2 separate regions of the Ovis aries genome follow, and region 1 is linked to region 2. A link is a contact called in public Hi-C data. All regions are on one chromosome and are shown on one strand. The core of a region is the stretch at or near the end of the contact, and the rest is flanking DNA. Distances in the headings are between cores, read along the strand shown. Region 1 has its middle 450 kb from the start of MGMT. Region 2 has its middle 130 kb from the start of MKI67.

Evidence for each region. A called contact is a pair of places that touch in the nucleus more often than the background predicts.
Region 1: a contact with region 2 is called in a Hi-C map of omental adipose tissue, with 4 times the contacts expected there. The contact joins two enhancer-like sites. A contact is called at or near these places in 2 of 16 Hi-C or Micro-C datasets (omental adipose tissue and tail adipose tissue).

The regions. Positions count from the first base shown.
Region 1 is chr22:47,874,397-47,878,097 of ARS-UI_Ramb_v3.0, forward strand. No RefSeq gene overlaps it. Among named protein-coding and RNA genes, the nearest start is that of MGMT, 450 kb to the right of the region's middle. Within about 2 kb of position 1,980, at least 1 of the 54 cell types and tissues checked has an H3K27ac peak or open chromatin away from gene starts, as enhancers often do.
Region 2 is chr22:47,155,235-47,159,348 of ARS-UI_Ramb_v3.0, forward strand. No RefSeq gene overlaps it. Among named protein-coding and RNA genes, the nearest start is that of MKI67, 130 kb to the left of the region's middle. Within about 2 kb of position 2,022, at least 1 of the 54 cell types and tissues checked has an H3K27ac peak or open chromatin away from gene starts, as enhancers often do.

The sequences.
Region 1 (3,701 bases), core at 730-3,229, 720 kb after region 2:
CCCAGGGCACCAAGGAGGGCTGGTCCAGGGCAGCCTGGGGTTTGCTTTGTGTTTATTTTGTTTACAGAATGTGAGGGGAGGGCTCACAATTTCCTGATGAAAACTGAAGATAATTAACAAACCCTTCTTATGCTGTTCATACCTGAGAAATAAGCTTCACCAGACACAGGTGATCAAGCAACCTTGTATGGCAAGACCAGGCAACTCCAAGAATCCACTGTCTCCAGTCATAATGATGGTCAATAATTTACATTCTTTTCAGATGGTAGAATTCCTGCTGCAAGTATTATGGGACATCAGACCTAAGACACCTGTGAGGGCATCCTGGTTTCCAAGCTTCGCTCTCTCAGTACACCTTCAATTCTCTGTCTGGCAGGAAGATGGCTTGACTGAGCTCCTATAGGCCCCGGTTTTATTAAAGACCCTGCTGTCTCCCCAGGTTTTCTCCTTGATTTGCCCTCTGTTGTTTCAACAAGGTAATGGGTCTCATTATATTCTTTCTTCCTATTCTCCTTGTCAGTGATGAGATGTGCCTTTTAGAGAGAAAGATTAGACTCCATCCTTTGTTTCAGTTTTTCTAGAGAAAGATGTCATGAAGGCCTTGGGTTATATCTTTGCAACATAAACATGAAATTTGGAAAAGGTTGGTTTGGATTTTCCATTGAAAAATTATTTCAAATAATTGTTTACTATGCTTGGTTTGGACCCCAAAGGACCATGGAAAGGAGAATAGATCCAGTGTTACTTACCAGTTTTTAAAATAAAAGTATAAACATCCGCAGACACTGAAAAATAGAACAAGTCATGTGTTGAGAAACTGAATTTTGTCCTAAATCTGCTCGACAGAAAAATGAAGAATACTGTGACCTTTAATCCAACTGAAGGACTGATACAGTGCGGAGTCATTTTAAAGGAAAGAAACTCAAGCCCTGTTGTGTATGTCTAAAACACATTAAAAAAAAAAAAAAAAAACTGTACTTTTCCAAGCATGGTTTGGAAAGAATTCTCTGTAGCTTCCCAGAGCACAAGTGGATCAGCTAGTTCACACAAGCCCGACATGTGAACCTCCTAGAAGGCTGCTCTCAAGAAGTGCAAGGCCACGTCCACGGGCACTCTCAAGGCTGCAGGACACACCTGCGGGAAAAAGCCCAGCCCGCATCCACCCTCAGGCCCAGAGGATGCTAATGCGGGTCCCTCAAAGCTTCACAGAGCCGGGAAGGCCCTGCAGGAAGGGGAAGGGGCACCTTGGCCCTGCCCAAGCCCCCACACCTGGGAGATGCAGAGGGGAGGGTGGGGCCGGAGGCAGCTCTGGGCTCTGTTTTTCGGGTCTCCTAAACAGCTTTGGAAAATAGACCAAACCCACCAAAACATTCCCTCCTGGAAATCCCCCACCCCAACCCAGAGTCCCGGAGGACCCAGAGCTGCCAGCCTGCCGCTCTGATCAAGGCCCGGCCGCCAGCAGAGACCAGCGGATCTGACTCACTGGACCGCAGTACAGCCGTGGCCAAACTGACCGGCTCAGGGGCTGGCAGAAGGTCATTAAAAAATTACAACAAGCATCTGGTACATTTTCAGGACACAAAACTTTATCCTATTTTTAATCAAAACCACATTAAAAAAATATTTGCTCTGGGACAACCCGGGCCCCCTCGGCCCAAGCCCAAATCCTAGTGACATGCAGAACCCCGGCCCTGGGGGCCGTCTCCTCCCCCGACTTCCCCAAGCTGAGCCCCCTTGTCCAGGCCCCCCTGGCCCCTAAGCCGCACCTGAGACCCCAGCCCCAGATCTCTCCAAGCCCTACTTCCCTCGCGGCAGGCCCGGTGTGTGCATCCGCCCAGCCCCTGGGGACGGGTGGGCCCTCCTTCTGGAGACCCCCAGCTTTGGAGCCAGGGAAGGCAGCCCCCCGGCCAGGACCTTGAGCCCGGCCAGCCTGCGGCTGACCACAGGGACAGGTTGCCAGGCCCCGGGCAGGCCTTGCCCATCAGCTCTTCCACGTGAGGCTGGGAGTGGCTGAGATGGAAAGCGACTCTCCTGGGAGGGGTGAGGGAAGGAACTAGAAACAACCACTTAGCGTCTCTTTAGAGCCTGGGAGCATTTGTGGAAGCCATCCCCATTACTGTTGAACAGATGCAAATTTGGTGAAATCATCAGCTGTATGGCTCCAGGCTGTTTCCTGAACACCCTGATTCGGAACAGGAGGGAAGGTATTAGCGTCAGACACCAGCAAGGCCAAGTTCACGTTGCTCAGAGGTAGCCCCTAACCAAACTCCGCCAAGTGCTGCAGAAGAAGGTTTGTTATCTCGGGAAGACAGTTCATCCAATGAAGCCAAAAAAAAAAAAAAAAGGAAGAAACAATCCTTAAGGCTGGTTCCGGGGGAGCAGGAGGGGAGCCCACCTTGCAGAACAGAAAGGAGGCGATCACCGGGGTACCCTCAACTCCGCTTCCACAGCGAAGGGGCTCACTTCACTGCAGAGCGAGAGGCAATTAAAAGCAAAGATATTTTCCAGCCCTGTTTTAAGTTCCACATCAAATATTCCTTCAGACATTCAAGAATACACTTATCTACAAATGAAGGGCATAAGCTATGCTATTGATTTTTGCATAGGATCTGCTCTTTATGAAAAGCATCTGAGTAACTCCAGCAGATACTATGAAATCTCGCCTTCCATTAGAAAGAGCCCAATGAATGAGTTCATGCACAGAGATAATCCATCCGGTTCCTCAGGCTTGTCTGACCTCTTACCCGCCTTCCAGTTGGCAGAAGTTTGGGGGCAAATTAAAACGGTTCAGCCCGGTAGTGGATTTAATGCAGAAAATCATTCTTCGTGCCTGCTCCATAGCAAAGTCCTTTAAGTGATGCGGTTACAACAGACCTAAAATGCCACAGCCTATAAATGAAATATTTCATCAATTTGCTGAGCATAAATTCTATCTTAAAACTCCAGCCCACCAGGATCAGGACATAAAGTAGCCTTTCAGTCAAGTGCTTTGAGCAGTGTGATACAAGGCATCTATAAAATACTTTACTGGTTTTTCATGTTTAGTGAATTTGAAGTAAGTTTAACGGGGAAACAAAAACAGAGAGAGATTACAAGCCGTTACTTGGTTCCTTTTTTTTTTCTTTTAACACTGGTCCTGTTGGCTTTTGGTTGCCTTTTCTTTCTCTTGAAACAGTTGAGGGAGGCACTGGGAAGTGGGGAAGGCAGTTTTTATGTTGCTACCATGTGAAACCGTTGATTCAGCTTATACCTCGGTAAAGAACTGAACTTGAAGGAGGCTCTGCGTGTGTGTCTGTGCGTGCGTGCCCCAGTGTGTGTGTAAGCACGTTTTGTGAGAAGGAATGCGTAAAGCCAGGAGAAGCGGGGAGAGCTGTTAGGCTCCAGCTATATTTATGCACTGCGTATTTAGTTTTCTTTCATTTTCCCCTCAGAGGATGGAGAGGGTGCTGTAATTTTCAAAATACTGCAAAAAACATTTCTACAAATTGCTGTGCTTGTCTGCCCACATACATTAAGCGGCACAAAATAAGCGAGGGGACCCTTCAACACAAAACACCTTTTTTTTTTTTTTTGCATTTTCTGTAACAACATAAAAGCTGCTGTTATGACAAGAAGTCTGGTAGTTCACCCTTTCATTTATAATTTAACCACAGCCTATATAACATAATCCGAAAAATATGGGGCATGATTAGTATAAAAAT
Region 2 (4,114 bases), core at 772-3,271:
TTATTAATAATTATGGATACAAATGTGTTTTTCAAAAACAGTGAAAGTAATTCCTATAAAATAGCATCTGTAGGGATAACCAAAGTATGAAATGACCAGCTTGTTTTTTATGCGGCTTGTAATAACACCCTTTGTGGGTAGCTGACACCCGTTTTTGCCACAGATCAGAGGTTAGGATATGTCCTGAAGGACTAAAAAAAGAAACTCTGATGTATGGAAACCGTTTTCGTTATCAGGATGTGCGTGAGCGTGAAGGGACTCTCTCTCCAGCTGCCGGGAGAGACTCGGGAGCCTCTGCCACAGGCCTATTGTCAGCTCTGCTTGTGCCATAATTCCTGCAAAACAGGGGTGTGGAGGCTTCATCCACGGCGTTTCTAAAAGACACGGGTTGGACGCTCTGGGCTGCATTTTGCCTCTGCGTCCTAGTCTGGAGGCTCTCCATGCACCTGGAAGCAGGCACATTTCCCCAGGACTTTCAAGTTTTACTTCTGTTAGCTTTAATATTCCTAACCCCTGCGTCCCCTCTCTACTAAGTATCATAAATGGATGGCCCCGCACATTTAGGGGGACAGAGCAAAGCCACTCTGAGGGGCCCGGTGACCACGTCTGACGTTAGGTCTCATCACCCTGTGTTTAGATAATCATTTCTTTTTGCCCTTTTAACTCCCACCCCCCTCTTTACAAAGCATCAAGTCCAGGCAGATATTAAACAACTCAGCTCAATCCTGCGATCTCCTCTGGGCTTGTAACTCTAGTGAGTTGCATTTTTTCCTAATTACAGGAAAAACAGCAAATTGGCAAACATCAGGAAGTGGGTACACCCCCTCTGATTTACAAGGAAGAGTGCAGGGTGACTCTATGGCTCAGGAATTCAGTGAAATAAATTTATGGTTAGAAAAATTCATGTTCTTAATGTGATGAAGGTCCTTTAACTTTTAACACGCTTCTCCAGTTAAGCTGCGCGGGAATCTCACGGAAATGGCTGTCTACGGCTGCTGCAAACTGATTTATCCCCAGATAATAGTCAGAGCTGCAGACCAAATTGTTGGAAAGAAACAGTTCTTTAATTTTGGCATTTGGGGCTGTCTGTGTCTTGTTTATGTACATTCCCACAGTGTACATGAACAGAGATTTGCGGTGGCCCAACTTTTCCGGGCAATCAGGGTGACTCCCCTCCAGGCCAGAGGGCCTGCCCTGCTGAGAATCTGCATGCAGACACCCTGCTGAGCTGGGCGGCTCACACTGGATCCTTCCTTGGCATCGAAGAGTCAAGCGAGACATTTATCCATGTGTATGGCGCTACTAATTTGTGTTTTGAAAATTATATTTGGAGGAGCCGCTGAAATCATTTGCTTTGTGCGAGTGATGAAATCTGCTCCATGAAAGATGTTTTCTGAGAAAGATAAGAGGCATCGTCCAAAAACCCCGATGTTATCTGGGCTTTGCTGGGCCCTCCCTTCTGTCTCCAGAGGGAGCAAAGCCAGACACTAGTTACTGGAGAGAGCTATGGCTCCAAGCAGTGAACATCCCCTCAGCACCTACTGTGTGTGGAGTAGCGTGTCAGGCCCTGGAGACACTGGGGCCTGTGTCTCCTGGAGAGACTGGGGTGCGTGAGATAGCACCAGCCCTGCCCCTTGGGATTTACAGTGAGCTGAGCGACAGAAATGAAACAAGCAAAGGGATGCTTGCAGAAAGAATTGCCAGCTGTGCAGGCACATGGAAGGAGTCGCAAGAGAGAAGGAGGGGGCCCTGGGAGGGGGTGGCGGGAAGTCAGGCACTCAGCCCCCAGCCCTCTCTGCCAGGCTCCTAGGAGCATCTCCCGCTTCTCAGCAGCAGAAAGAAACCCGGGGAGGTGCTGTGGACAGGGTTGACTGGATGGCATCACTGACTCAGTGGACATGAGTTTGAGCAAATTCTGGGAGACGGTGAAGGACAGGGAAGCCTGATGTGCTGCAGTCTGTGGGGTCACAGAGAGTTGGACACGACTGAGCAAGTGAACAACGATAACAATGTGGACAGGGGGTCACATCACAGGCTGTTCAGGGCACAAGGCTCAGCGGGGTTCAGCCCAGCCCTGAAGTCCGTTCCCTGGGCCAGGCCACTCTGCGTCGGTGCCATCCCTGGAGAGAGCCGGGCATCTCCGCTCGGGCACAGTGTGGGGGCCCCAGGCTTTGAGCCGGACGGTGCCTGCCCCCAGGGCTACTGCAGCTTGAGGCTGTCGCCCTCTCCTCTCTGATTTCTGGGTTTGGGGTCAGGGCTGTGCCCCTTCCATCTGTGGGCACCTGCCTGAGCCCATCCATCCCTGCTCGGCTCTGGTCCACCTAGCACTCTAGCCCCTGAATCTAAGATCTGATTTCTCATTTTTCTATAGCCTTGAGCCTGGATGTTTTGGTCTGACCTCTTTTTGGGTAGTTGAGGGTAGGGGCCCGGAGTGTAAGAGATTTTCATCTTTTGTGACAGCGAAAATACTCACTGTATATTCATTTGCTATATATATAAAAAAAAAACTGAATGGAAAAAAATGTATACTTGAGTACCAATAATGGATATTAACTAGACTCACTGTGGTAATAATTTCACAGTATATACAGATATGGAGTATGCTATATACCTAAAACTAATACAATGTTATATGTCAGTTACATCTCAGTTAAAACAAGCAAAAAGCCCTTGAATTTTTTTTGATAAAATTAAGACACAAAAAATTAAGATTAAAACTCGAGACAAGCAGACATACAAGAATTAGGGTTAGGGTTAGGTTTAGAGTTCCAATAACTTAGGAACAAGAAGGACCTGCCTCGGGTGACTCTCAAATCCTTATCCCTCCCTCTGCCCTCCCTCCCCTCCTTTTCACCAAGCATCTTCTGAGTACCTGCCTGACCCTGCTGAGATGCTGCCAGGCCCAGGTGATGCTGTGATGAAGGCAATGTGGCTCCTCTGTCTTTAGAAGCACAACCCTGGCACGTGAGACAGCTACGTACACGCCAGCCCCAGGAGAAGCCTCACCAACACACACCTGTGCAGAGGTGAGCCACTGGTGCAACTTTCTGTGGGAGTGCAGAAAGAAAGGGAGACTGGAAACATCTGGGAAAGCCTCCCCAGCAGGAGTAGTGACCTGATTTAGGCCTTAACGACTGAGAATAATTTTTCTAGAAGGAGCCCTGGGGAGAAGGGTACTTCATGGCAGAGGTGGTGCTCTGAATGAATGCAGAGAGAGGGCCTGGGACAGGTGGGTAGGGAAAACGATTTGCCTGGGCCTCCCAGGGTGATCTGCGGAGCAGCCCGTATTGCTGAATCTTCCTGGAAGGTTTCCAGAACCTTCAACATTTAGCTGTCCTTTCTACTATTCCTGCAATGGGCCTGCTTCAGCTGCTGGCTCCATGAATACTATATAAACAAATGTCAAGGCACTTAGTGGGCTTCAGGGTCTTGCTCACCAAGTGCCCATGACCTAGTTGAAGGCAAGGATGCCTTGGAGCAAGCAACTCTGGGGGGACACATCACTGCCAGGTATGGGTAGGTGCCCCTGGACTGGGGATTCCTGAGTTAGGCTGCCCCCATCAGGGAGCGTGTGGAGACTCAGCCATCTGCTCAACAACGGTCCATGGGGCTGCGAAAGGACAGTCAGGGAAACATGGCCACCTTGTCGTCTTGAGTACATGTATGCCTGAAAGAGAAAACACTGACTCCATCACTGATGTTTGCTCCGCTTTTTATTATTCAGTGTAGTTAGCTTGGGCTTTTTGGGAGAACTGTGAAAAAAATTTGCTTGACATCCAAGAAAAAATTATTTTCACCTTAGTTCACCTTCATACCCAAACTCACGTTTATTACTATTTCTGTGATACACTGAGCTGTTTTTCATTGTTCTTTCCTTCTTAACATCTATAGGCTCGTGCCTGAGGTCCACGAGCTGGGCTTCCCTGCACTGCTTACCGCTCTGTTCATTCCTGCCTGGCAAACCTAATATGCTGGACACCTTTCCACTGTGCCCACCTGAAGGCTTTTATTGGTTGGAGGCCCTCATTTCTTTATCCAGAAAATTTTCACTGAGGCTTAGGATGTGCTAAGTAAACAGGGCCCCTCATTTCTGTCTTCATGAAGTGATGAGTCC